Regions from separate parts of the Sus scrofa genome. Here all the other regions are linked to region 1. Evidence: chromatin contacts called from public HiChIP or PLAC-seq data. All regions are on one chromosome and are shown on one strand. Each heading gives the region's core, a stretch centred on a gene start, on an enhancer-like site or on the middle of the called end of the contact. The rest is flanking DNA. Distances are from core to core; before and after follow the strand shown. Region 1 overlaps LOC106509807 (a long non-coding RNA gene). Region 2 overlaps LOC106509808 (a long non-coding RNA gene). Region 3 holds the start of CCT4 (T-complex protein 1 subunit delta).

The links. HiChIP or PLAC-seq counts read pairs in DNA pulled down with a chosen protein or histone mark.
Region 2: a contact with region 1 is called in an H3K27ac HiChIP or PLAC-seq map of alveolar macrophages. The contact joins two enhancer-like sites. A contact is called at or near these places in 2 of 5 promoter capture datasets (fetal liver and liver), 2 of 47 Hi-C or Micro-C datasets (embryonic fibroblasts and epiblast stem cells) and 2 of 2 datasets of contacts at active chromatin or transcription factors (alveolar macrophages and skeletal muscle).
Region 3: a contact with region 1 is called in an H3K27ac HiChIP or PLAC-seq map of alveolar macrophages. The contact joins the promoter of CCT4 here to the enhancer-like site in region 1. A contact is called at or near these places in 1 of 5 promoter capture datasets (liver), 13 of 47 Hi-C or Micro-C datasets (alveolar macrophages, brain, fetal heart ventricle and 7 more) and 2 of 2 datasets of contacts at active chromatin or transcription factors (alveolar macrophages and skeletal muscle).

What each region holds. Positions count from the first base shown.
Region 1 is chr3:80,021,837-80,025,818 of Sscrofa11.1, reverse strand. LOC106509807 (a long non-coding RNA gene) reads left to right here. Exons shown (of 7, transcript XR_002342682.1): 4 at 3,787-3,982. Among named protein-coding and RNA genes, the nearest start is that of FAM161A, 71 kb to the right of the region's middle. Within about 2 kb of position 2,003, at least 8 of the 83 cell types and tissues checked have an H3K27ac peak or open chromatin away from gene starts, as enhancers often do. A contact at or near this core is called in alveolar macrophages and subcutaneous adipose tissue, where this site is marked.
Region 2 is chr3:80,113,364-80,117,345 of Sscrofa11.1, reverse strand. All of the region lies in intron 3 of LOC106509808 (a long non-coding RNA gene), which reads right to left. Among named protein-coding and RNA genes, the nearest start is that of XPO1, 140 kb to the left of the region's middle. Within about 2 kb of position 2,240, at least 45 of the 83 cell types and tissues checked have an H3K27ac peak or open chromatin away from gene starts, as enhancers often do. A contact at or near this core is called in alveolar macrophages, where this site is marked.
Region 3 is chr3:79,922,483-79,926,464 of Sscrofa11.1, reverse strand. CCT4 (T-complex protein 1 subunit delta) reads right to left here and starts at 2,127. Exons shown (of 14, transcript XM_003125100.4): 1 at 1,658-2,127. The coding sequence starts at 1,784.

The DNA.
Region 1 (3,982 bases), core at 754-3,253:
CCTTGAACATAAGAAGGACATTAGGGGAGTTCCCGTTGTGGCGCAGTGGTTAACAAATCCGACCAGGAACCATGAGGTAGCAGGTTTGATCCCTGGCCTTGTTCAGTGGGTTAAGGATCCAGCGTTGCCATGAGCTGTGGTGTATGTAGGTTGCAGACTCGGCTCCGACCCAGCGTTGCTGTGGCTCTGGAGTAGACCGGCAGCTACAGCTCCGATTAGACCCCTAGGCTGGGAACCTCCATATGCCTCTGGAGCGGCTCAAAAAATGATAAAAAGACAAAAAAAAAAGGGGGGGGAGGACATTAGGGGAGTTTCCACTGTAGCCCAGTGATAATGAACCCAGCTAGTATCCATGAGGATGCAGGTTCAATCCCTGGCTCTGCTCAATGGGTTAAGGAACCCGTGTTGCAGTGAGATATGGTGTAGGTTGCAGATGTGGCTGGGATCTGGTGTTGCTGTGGCTGTGGTGTAGGCTGGCAGCAGCAACTCCAATTCGACTTATAGCCTGGGAACTTCCATATGCCATGGGTGCAGCCCTAAAATTTAAAAAATAAAAAAAGTTTTAAAAAGGATGTTAGGTTATAACTAAGGAAATCTGAATAAACTATGGACTTGAGTTAATACTAATGTATCAGTATTGGCTCATTAATTGTAATGAATGTTCCACACTAACATGTTAATAATAAGGGAAACTGTAGGGGGAAAGGTAGGACATGGGAACTATCTGTAGGATTGGCACAGTTTTTCTATAATTCTAAAACTCTTCTCAAAAATAAAGTGTATTAATTAAAAAAAAAAAAACCCTCCTCTGTTTTACCCCTAGATTCAATAATTTTAAGGAGGTGACAAGCAATAATGGTTTGGCTCCCAATTCCAAAGTAGGGGGTGGGGGAGATTTCCATACAACAAAAATTCTTGGATACTAGCTAGGTGTCCTAGAATTCAGATCAATTCTGATCCTACCTAGAGATAGCATTAGATCCCAGGTTATGGACACAGTCCTACAATCTGAACACTAATCCCACCATGGAGGCTCCACCCTCATAATGTCATCTAAACCTAATTACCTCCCAAAGGCCCACCTCCAAATAACATCACATTGGGGACTAGAGCTTCAACATATGAAATATGAGGGACATAAATATTCAGCATCAGGCTTTCCAAAATTTCCAGCTAATACTTGAAGGAGACAAATACAGCTTGATGATTGAGGATGAAACATCTCTATTCCATTTATACGAATGATTCATAGTTGTTTAATACAGTAGCTTCTAAATATCTACTGAATCAGAATCTCTAAGGAGATACACAGAATTCTTTAAATAAACTCATAAAATGACATGGGATCCATTAGAATTATTTTCTTTGTGAGCTTGGAAGAGAACTGAAAGAGGTTTTATTTGTTGATATTCTCTTTCTTCAAGAGACCTAGATGTTAAAAAGATTTTTGGAAGCCTTCATTTCAAACTTTAATATAGTATTATTGTTATAGAGAACAGAATGAAATTGTTGGGGTTATAATAGATAATTTAAATTGCTTTAAACTTATACATTTATATGAAGGATTTACTATAGTCAATAATTAAAAGCTAGTTAAATGTAAACATTTATAATGGTAGTTAAATGTAGACATTTATAATGCTAGTTAAATGTAGAATTAAACATATGAAATGTTTAATTCTTAGTGTTCTAGTTTTCTGTCTAGGATGTAATAAGCCCAAGATTCTTTTAGAAGCTATCTGGACTTTGTAGGACAAGAGGAAAATCCTTCAAAACTCCAGACTAGTTTATTTCTCTGTTGTTTATTGATTCAAATTCTCGGGGACAGGGACGTGATGAAATATAAAGGGATAAATTAAGCACACAAAAAAAGGAAGCCAGCAAAAGAAAAGGCTAGAAAGGAAAGTTTGGAGGCAGCAAAGCAGATGCAGGAAGTATTAGTCAGGATAGGCTAATTAGGAACTCCCTGGTGGCCTAGTGATTAAGGATTCGGTGTTGTCACAAGTTTGATCTCTGGCTCAGAGACTTCTTCATGCTGAGGGTGTGGTCAAAAAAAGGGGGCGGGGATAGGCTGACATAACAAATGCCTCTGAAATCTCAGAGACTTAGGATAACAGATTTGTTTGGACCGCTATTGGCAGTCATAGCCAAGGAAAAAGAAAACATAGTGAATTGATGGCTCTTAAACTTCCTACTGGAAGTTAAAACTTGTCCTGTTCATTCACATTTCACTGGCCAAAGCAAATCACATGATTGCCTGTTTTCAGCAGGATGGGGATATATAATCCCTCCTGCTCCTGCAACAGAGGCACCACAGAAAGGGGACCAAATATCACTCCATGTTACACAATCTATGCATCAAGACTGCAGTCTTAGATGGGATTATTTTAAATCACATTTAACTTTACCTCAGCATAAATACTTTGACCAAATTATTTGCTGTTCTCAGCCTCAGCATTTGACCAAATAAAAGAAAATAATACAAAGTGATACAACGGCTATTTTTACGTGAATGCAAGCATGTAGTTTTGCGCTAGCCTATCCTTGAGATATGATCTTAAAAATATCTATTAATACACTTTTCTATAAGAGAGCAATTTCCTCTCTATAGAACTTCCATTTTTTTCTTTGGGGTACTAAGTCACCCAGTGTCATTTGAGGGTTCAGTTTAATAAATGCTAGGTTCTTGTCTTATGTTAGTTGCATCTTATCATAGACATTGTAGGGTTATCTCCCTAGTGTGCAGCAGCCATGTGATCATGGGATAAGGAAAACTCAGTTCTGCTCATTTCCAGAGATTAGCTCTGAATTGCTTACCCAGTCAGGCTACCTCTCCTGTCAATAACTGCTAGGCCTAAGCAAATCAGTGCCTCATAGTCCCCTGACTAAGGATAATCTGAGCCAAGAAGATATGAGAGGTTAGCTGGGGCATCCTGAATCCTTCTGGGAGAGTTACCAGGTAGATGACCACCATCTTGGTTTGCCTGGGAGTAAGTGGTTTCCCTGCACTTAAATAATTTCAATGCTATACTTGGATGGTGCTAAGCAAACTATGACAGTTAGTCGCTATAGTTACCCAAGGACAATGCTTGCTTTTTTTTCTGGACAATGTGATGTAAAATTTGAAGTCTATAACTTATGAAGACTTTTTGTCATAAATAAGCTAATCTTACAATGAAGTTGACAGAGAAGGAGGCTAATCAGAAAATTGAAGGGGAGTTCCCGTTGTGGCACAGTGGTTAACAAATCCGACTGGGAACCATGAGGTTGCGGGTTCGGTCCCTGCCCTTGCTCAGTGGGTTAACGATCTGATCCCGCATTGCAGTGAGCTGTGGTGTAGGTTGCAGACGCGGCTCGGATCCCACGTTGCTGTGGCTCTGGCTTAGGCTGGTGGCTACAGCTCTAATTCGACCCCTAGCCTGGGAACCTCCATATGCCGCAGGAGCGGCCCAAGAAACAGCAAAAAGACAAAAAAAGAAAGAAAATTGAAGGAAGTTGGGTCCATCATAACATCAAAACTCTCCCGAATCAAACAAATTCTAAAGCTCCCACTACCTGAACTTTCTCATTACATAAGCCAATATATCTCTTTTATTATTTATGCTAAGTTGAATTTAATTTCTCTTTCTTCCAACATAAGGATTTCTTAAGGATAACAGTCCTATCAGAGAATTCTTGTTGGTCCTCAATATTCATTCTTCCCCCTTCGATGGTAACATCCCTCAATTTCTAGGTGGGTATAGTTGCCAAGAATATAACTATATTTCCCAAACTTTCTTGTGGCAGAATATGGCCCTGAGACTATACTCTGGCCTGAAAATGAACTTCAGGAAGCTACTTTAGAGAGAAGAGGGATGCAGCTTCTCCTTTAACTTCCCTTATTCCTGTGATGACTGGAGCGCTCACAACATTTTTAGGTCATGAGATAATGCACCGTAATGGAGGGCAGAGCATCAAGAAAGAAGGAACCTCAGTTCCTGAT
Region 2 (3,982 bases), core at 991-3,490, 91 kb before region 1:
GCACCACAAGGTAACTCTCTGGTTTAATACAATTAAAGCTCTAGATTTAAAATATTTCTGAAACTGATGAGATTTCAAAATGGATTATAAAATGAAAAAGGAGCTGATATATTCTCTTTAAACAGCCAAGCACGGCTTTCAAACACTAACAGTGCCTTAGCTTATTTCAACAAACTGTTCAAATTTTAATTGAAAATAAAAATGTGTAAATTCTGTTGCACAGCTTATAATCACAATGTTTAATATAGTACATACTATCTTATACACAGAAAATGTGACTTTAATGCATATCACTAGCAAATGTATCTCACTTTTTAATGCCCAGTACTTTGGACATATTTTTGTTAGATAATTTTGATATCACATACTTCAGATGACTTTTCCCATTCTGTGTTTGCTTAGTGTGTGTTTTAATAACATACATATGTCACCTCCATCTCTTTTTCCTCAGAAACTGTCAGGTGAGGAATCATCATCATTCTCTTTCTTTGATGAGTTTTATAAAAATATCACACTCATTCTACATGATTTTAAAAAATTAACTTTCCTGGGGTATGGTTTAGATAAAATGCACCTATTTAAAGCAACATCATGATGCACTCAGATAAATGTATGCACACACACTCTGCACGGTTTTTAATTTGGACAGATGGGTGACCTGAGTTCATTCTAAACTTCTGATCACTTACTAGCCATGTGACCTTGGACAAGTTATCATAACTTTTCAAAGTCTTAATTCTTCTCTGTGAAATGAGGATAGTGGTGATCTCAAAGGTTGTAAGGTTCTGTGAAATAATGAATAGCAAGTGTCCAGAATATAGTCTGTTCTCAACTCACCTTTCATTAAGTAGGATTTAAAAAAAAAAAAAAAAACCTTCATAATTCCAAATTTCTACCTGGAGTCTTTCAAATAGAAATCTATGAATTCATCATTTCTTCCTCATGTCCAACTATTAACCATATTCACTTATTCTTTATGTCAGAGGTAGAAGGAAAACTGGAGAAACAGCATGAACTTATATCTTAACAACTCTTAGAATTTCAGTATGTCCTTGTCAGCAATGATAGGCATATAGGGTTGTGTGTACCTTTCACTCTGCTACCAACCATTGCTGAATAATTTCTAAAGGACAAAGGTCACTAGGAATAGGTGGTTATGTAGTCTCACAGCTACACATTTCCTTAGGCAAAAATTCATAGAAGCTAAAGGATGGCTTCTACAATTGTTCGAGGACAATGCTAAGCATTTGAAGCAGGTGTTTGGGGGTTTTTCCCTTTAAATTCCCCACAAGTGTGAAGGAAGTGTTTTTCAGTGTCTGAGAACACAGGCAAAAAACTGCTAAATCATCTGACTTCATTTGAATAACAAGTGTTTACACCAGCTAACTTACCCTGACTACTATCTGCTGTCAGACACGGAGAAACCCAAAAGGCAATAACTTTAAGTCATTCTTAATTATGTCTGGGATATACATATTTGTTGGAGATTCCCTCCCTTATCTTTCAGGTACCTGATGGGAACTCTGGAAACACCAACATTCCATTTTCCTGCTTCTTGATTGCATTTTCTAAATAATGCCATCTGCACTCGGTTTGCAATCATTAGGTCAAGAGTCTCCTTTAAATAACAGAATCCTGTGAACTGTAATTAATTAATTAGAAGGCAGTTCGAAAATAGTGATACTTTGATGGTGATTCTATTTGTCCTTTTTTTTTTTTTTTTTTTTTTTTTAAACTCACAACGAATTTGCTGTTCCAAATGTTAGTGCTTTCATGTCCTTGCTCCTTCATTTTTCTTTGGCCAGGTACTTTGTAACTCCAATGCATTCTTCACCTTTCAACAATCTAACTATTCCCCTTACTACCACTTCCACTTGAGGGGCTTGGGGCTGGTAAGCGAGGAGGAAGAATCCACCCTCCCAACAGGTTCTCACAGCGGAGATACGCCTGGAAGGAGACTGAAACCCAAGGCCATCCGTCGCCGTCGCCGCAAGATCCCCAGGCCCGGCCAGGACTCTAATAAGAAAGCACCCTAGCTTCGCCTCGGCTCATTATCTGCCAGGACTTCGAGATCAGATGACTCAAGGCAACACGGAGAAGGAGGAGGAACAGAAGAAAGAGGAGGATGAAAAGGAGAGGAAGAGGAAGAGGAACTACCCATCCTCTAAGCCGGCCAAGCCTCATGGAGCCTTAGGGGACTTGGGGCCCAGGAGGCGTGGCCTTAGTGTGGAAGCGGAGGGCGGGGCCTCTTGGAGGCAGAGACTCCTGTTAGCTCCAGCTCGGTGGGGCGGGGCAGCCCGGCCTCCTCAGAGTGGGCAATCGGGCTGTCCAAGTTTGCCGGCGGTGGGAAAGGGAACACCATCCGTCAAAGGAGAATACAAACTCTTAAGAGGGTCGCCAGCCCGCGAGCTCGCGGCTCTTTCCATCCTCTCACACAGTCCACGTGACCAGAGCAGGTCGCCAGCCCCAGAGTGGGCAATCGGGGCAGCTTCTGTTTTCGTTTTTACTTATCTGCCGCTTGGAGGCGAGGAAGGGACAGGGGTCAACACCGGTGTCACCGCCTCCGCTCCCAGGCCGGCCCCCAGACCGCCGCAGGCAAGGACAGAGGGGTTAGTGGTATGTGAGCTAGGTGGTCTACAGGGCTGTGCCTTCTAAAACACTACTGTCTCCCGAAATCACACCATAGAAGCAATCCAGGGTAAAATGCAAATGTACTGGGGTCATGTTAAGTAAGTGAAATATTTCTGGCCTCCAACTATCTAAAGCTATTCTTCTGATTAAGGGGTTAAGTGCTTTTTCTTCTTCCTTCTAAGTAGAAAACTGGACCCTTAGAAACACATACCAGATGTGGGGGCCTGGCTAGTCTGAGAGCAACTGGACATGGAACACCTCAGGGGAAGAAAATAGAAGATTCTCTTTCCCTCCCAGCCGTTAATATTTAGCTCCAGTCTTAACTCCTTGCAAATGATTCATGTTTTGAGAGAATTTAATTTTTCCAGTTTTGTGATGGTTTAACTGAATTCCTCTACTTTTAGGTCAACTTAAGTCGTGATTGTTTGTATCATTTAACCCAAAGCTAGACCACTTAAGAGTTAAAGGGCCAAAAGAAAGTCTTTTACAGAAAGGAAAAACTATGATAAATGCTTATGCAAAGCATACTTCAGCTTCCATAACTGCAAAATATGTTTGGTTTTACCACCCAAATTCTGTGCTGGATCCTGGGAAAAGCCGTATATAACACAGACACTCTACTAGAGAAGATACCTGAATGGAAAAACAGCTATAACTCAGTGTTATACAGTTAATAATAAAAGCATGTACTAGGTACAAAAGTAGCATCATTGAAGGAGTGATGAATTCTATGGTGCATTTGGGGATGAGGGCATAAAAGGTTTCGCCTGAGAATGATGCCCATCTGAGGGGTATTTGAACCATGAACAGGAGTATTTTTTAAAAAGCTCATGAGGTAGATATTAATACCTGACTATAAAATACTGATTGACAATGCAGAGAAGTGAAAATATAAAGAGGTGCCAAATACTCTAAATTTTGAATTGTCACCAAAGAAATTAGTTAGAAAATTGAGGGGAGTTCCTGTGGTGGCGCAGTGGTTAACGAATCCGACTAGGAACCATGAGGTTGCGGGTTTGATCCCTGCCCTTGCTCAGTGGGTTAAAGATCCGGCGTTGCCGTGAGCTGTGGTGTAGGTTGCAGACGCGACTCAGATCCTGTGTTGCTGTGGCTCTGGCGTAGGCTGGTGGCTACGGCTCCAATTAGACCCCTAGCCTGGGAATCTCCATATGCCCGAGAGCGCCCCAAGAAATGGCAAAAAGACAAAAAAAAAAAAAAAGAAAGAAAAAAAAAGAAAAAGAAAATTGAGTGAAGGACTAGAAGACTCCTTTTACTTAAACCTTAAATGTTACAGAAATAACAGTCCTCCATAGTTCCCATTTTAGGAAAGACTAGTGTTGTACTAGTGTGG
Region 3 (3,982 bases), core at 878-3,377, 99 kb after region 1:
TAAACTTTTTGTCTTTTGCCTTTTCTAGGGCCGTTCCCGAAGCATATATAAGTTCCCAGCTGGGGGCTGAATCAGAACTGCAGCTGCTGGCTTACGCCACAGCCCCAGCCACTGGGGATCCAAGTCGCATCTTCGACCTACACCACAGCTCACAGCAACGCCATTTAACCCACTAAGCAAGGGCAGCGATCAAACCTGCAACTTCATGGTTCCTAGTCAGATTCATTAACCACTGAGCCAAGACGGGAACTCCTGGTCAGTCTTAACTATCCAACTCATGCAGGCCCAAATGAAAACCTATCCTCCTTTTCCACTACCCCCACCCCCAGTGCAACTGTTTCTTTTAGAATCATCATCACACCCCCACTCACGGGGACAGATAACCTCAAATATATGTAAGGCTGTACTTCACATATCTGGCTCTTTACATACCTTCTTATGTAATCCTCACAGCGACCCTCCAAGTTAGCTGTCACCTCATATTGAAGAACAGCGACCCTCCAAGTTAGCTGTCACCTCATATTGAAGAACAATCTGTAGCTGCTGGAATTACACTAAACCCTTTCCAGGACATCAGGCCCCTTCAACATTTGTCCTCACTTTACCTTTCAAATCTCACCTCTCGTTTTTTTCTTTTTTGCTTTTTATGGCTGCACCCGCAGCATATGGAAGTTCCCAGTCTAGGGGTCCAATTGCAGCCACAGATGCTAGCCTATGCCACAGCAACGTAGGATCCGAGCTGCATCTGCGACCTATACAGCTCACAGCAAGGCAAGGTCCTTAACCCACTGAAGGAGGCCAGGGATCAAATCCACAACCTCATGGTTCCTAGTCGGATTCGTTTCCGCTGAGCCACAGGGTAACTCTTCACCTCTCATTTCTTCAGGCATCTTACTCTCTAACCCGAATAAAATACCCACTGTACACAATGCACATAATGGTCAAAAACTCTAAGCCTCTGCTCTCATTTTTTCCTTCCAGTCTTTTCTATCTCAACCCAGCTTCTCTTAATCCTCACACCTCTTAAAATCTTTCTCCTCCCTAATTGTATAGGTAGGGCAACCTTAGAGATTAAAGGTCACAAAGCCACGAAATAACGTAACTGAATGGAAAAAAGGCTTCTCGAATTCCACTATGGACCCAGCTCTTCTCCACCTGCCTGTTGCACTTGCAAAGCACAACGCCGCCTCACAATTATTCTCTGACAAGACGGGTCAGTTGGTTCCCCAGAACCCAGTACAATGGGACCGCCACGCCCCAATTTAAGGCACGGAGAGTTTACCCAAACTCGGTCAATGGCTGGGCGGAGAAGCTCATTTAAACAGTACTTTAATAGGGAAAAGAAAACATAAAAAGTACTGTGCAAACAACATTCTACCAGTGGACCGCTGCCTGCCGGCCTCGGCCGCTTTGTGAAATATGATGAAGCACAGCCCTGGACGACTATGGGCGTCTAGGATGCAGCAGGGACAAACTGGAAAAGCCTCCATACTCGGAGTCGGGAATTATGGGTTGAGAACAGAGAAGATTCTCTGCACTGAACTTACGCAACGGGAGGCCCAGAGGGAATCATTTGAAGAAACAGAAAATCCCATGCCCACCCAACACCCGGGTGAGAGCGCGTGGGAAGGCCGCGGCTCAGGCCGGGAGGCTGTACCTTTGGCCGCGGAGATGTTGCTGAAGCGGATCTGGGCCGGCTTATCACGGTCCTGATAGGCGCTCTTCCCGCGGCCGCTGGCAGCCCCGGCGGGCGGCCCGCTCCGGGGGGCCACGTTCTCAGGCATGGCAATCTCTGTTGGGTCTGAATACGATCGAGATGGACGGATGGATGAAGATTCTAGGTGGCCAGCCGCGCACTAACGGAAAGCACCCACCGCCTTTAAGAAGCTTCCAGAAAGCGGCGCCGGGCAGAGGAGGAGATGGGGGAGGGAGCCTGCCTGGCGGCGCGGCGCCGGCGTGACGTAACAGGCTGCCCGAAGTGCGCCGGGTGCGGGGGACCGCGCCGCGGAGCTCGGAAGTGGGGGGGGGGGGGTCTGTTGGCTCGGAGGCCGGGAGCTAGGGGCCCGGTGGGTGGCCTCCCAGGAGGCAGAGAGTACCACCTCCGATTTTAAAGGCAGGTGTTTGGACACCCACTTCTGCCCACTCCCCCCTCCTCCTCGGCGGTGAGGGCCCTTCCGTTAGTTCAGGCTGGGCCCAACGACGGCGCGGTGTTGTAGCCTGGGTCACGCCCGAGTGGGTGGGGCTGAGCGGGTGTTTGTAGAAATAGACCTGTATTTTATTGTTTTTACTAATTTTGAAAGCGAGTCGGAAGAAAGGTTTGGCAGAAGTGGCAGTTTTTCTTTTCTTTTTTAGATTATGGTATAGTTGATTTGCAATATTGTATTAGTCTCAGGTGTACAACATAGTGATTCAAAATTTTTATTTAAAGTTATTATGAGGGAGTTACCGTCATGGAGCAGCGGAAACGAATCCGACTAGGAACCATGAGGTGGCGGGTTTGATCCCTGGCCTCGCTCAGTGTAAGGATTCGGCGTTGCGGTGAGCTGTGGTGTAGGTCGCAGACGTGGCTCGGATCCCGCTGTGGTTGTGGTGTAGGCCAGTATGGGATTGGACGCCTAGTCCGGGAACCTCCATATGCCGCGTGTGTGGCCCTGAGAAGACCAAAAAAAAAAAAAAAAAAAAAAAAAGTTATTATGGGGAATACGGAATTCCCCGTTGTGTTGCAGTGGAAACCAACTAGTAGCCATGAGGTTGCGGCTTTGGCCTAGCTCAGCGGGTTAAGGATCTGACTTTGCAGCGAGCTGTAGTGTAGTTCGCAGACGTGGCTAGGGTCTGGTTTTGCTATGGCTGTGGCACAGGCCTGCTCCTACAGCTGTATTTTGACCCCTAGCCTGGGAACCTCCATATGCCTGGGGTGCTGCCCTAAAAAGGCAAAAATAAATAAATAAAGTTATCATAAAATAGTGGCCGTAATCCCTATGCTATGCAATATATCCTTTGGGTAATTTTACGCATGCCAGCTTGTACCTCTTAATCCCCTACCGTTATTTTGCTGCTCCCGAGAGGTAACCACTAGTCTGTTTTTTCTCTGTGTCTGTGAATCTATTTTGTTATATTCATTCACTTGTTTTATTTTTTTCATTCGACATGTAAGTGGTAATGTGTACTGTTTATCTTTCTTTATTTCGTTTAACATCATATTCTCTAGGTCCATCCATATTGTTGCAAATAGCAGAACTTCATTTCTTATGGCTGAATAGTATTCCATTGTGCACACATACCAGATCTTCTTTATCCATTGGTCTGTTAACTGGCATTTAGGTTGCTTCCATATCTTGATTATTGTAAATAATGCTGCTACAAACGTTGGGATTCATGTATCATTTGGAATTAGTGTTTTCATTTTCTTCATATTTACGACCAGGAGTAGAATTGCTGTGTCATATGTTGGTTCTATTTTTACTTTTTTGAGAACCCTCTAGTGCTGTTTTCCACCGTGGCTGCACCAGTTTACATGCCACCACCACCACCATTTCTGCCGATATTTTTTATGTTACCTTTGATGCTAGCCATTCTAACAGCTCTTTGTGGCTTTGATTTGCATTTCTCTGGTGATTAGCAATGTTGAGCAATTTTCAGAGTTCCTGTCCTGGCACAGCAGAAACAATTTGACTAGGAACTATGAGTTGGAGGTTTGATCCCTGGCCTTACTCAGTGCGTTAAGGATCTTGCATTGCTATGAGCTGTGGCATAGGCTGGCAGCTATAGCTCTGATTAGACCCCTAGCCTGGGGAACCTCCACACGCCAGGGTGTGGCCCTAAAAAGCAAAAAAAAAGAGCAATTTTCATGTGCTTATTGGCCATTTGTACGTTTTATTTGGAAGAGTCTATTCAGGTCTTCTACTCATTTTTTTTTCATTAGGTTGTTTTTTTGACATTGAGTTGTATGATACATGTGTATATTTTTTACCACACCCTCGGC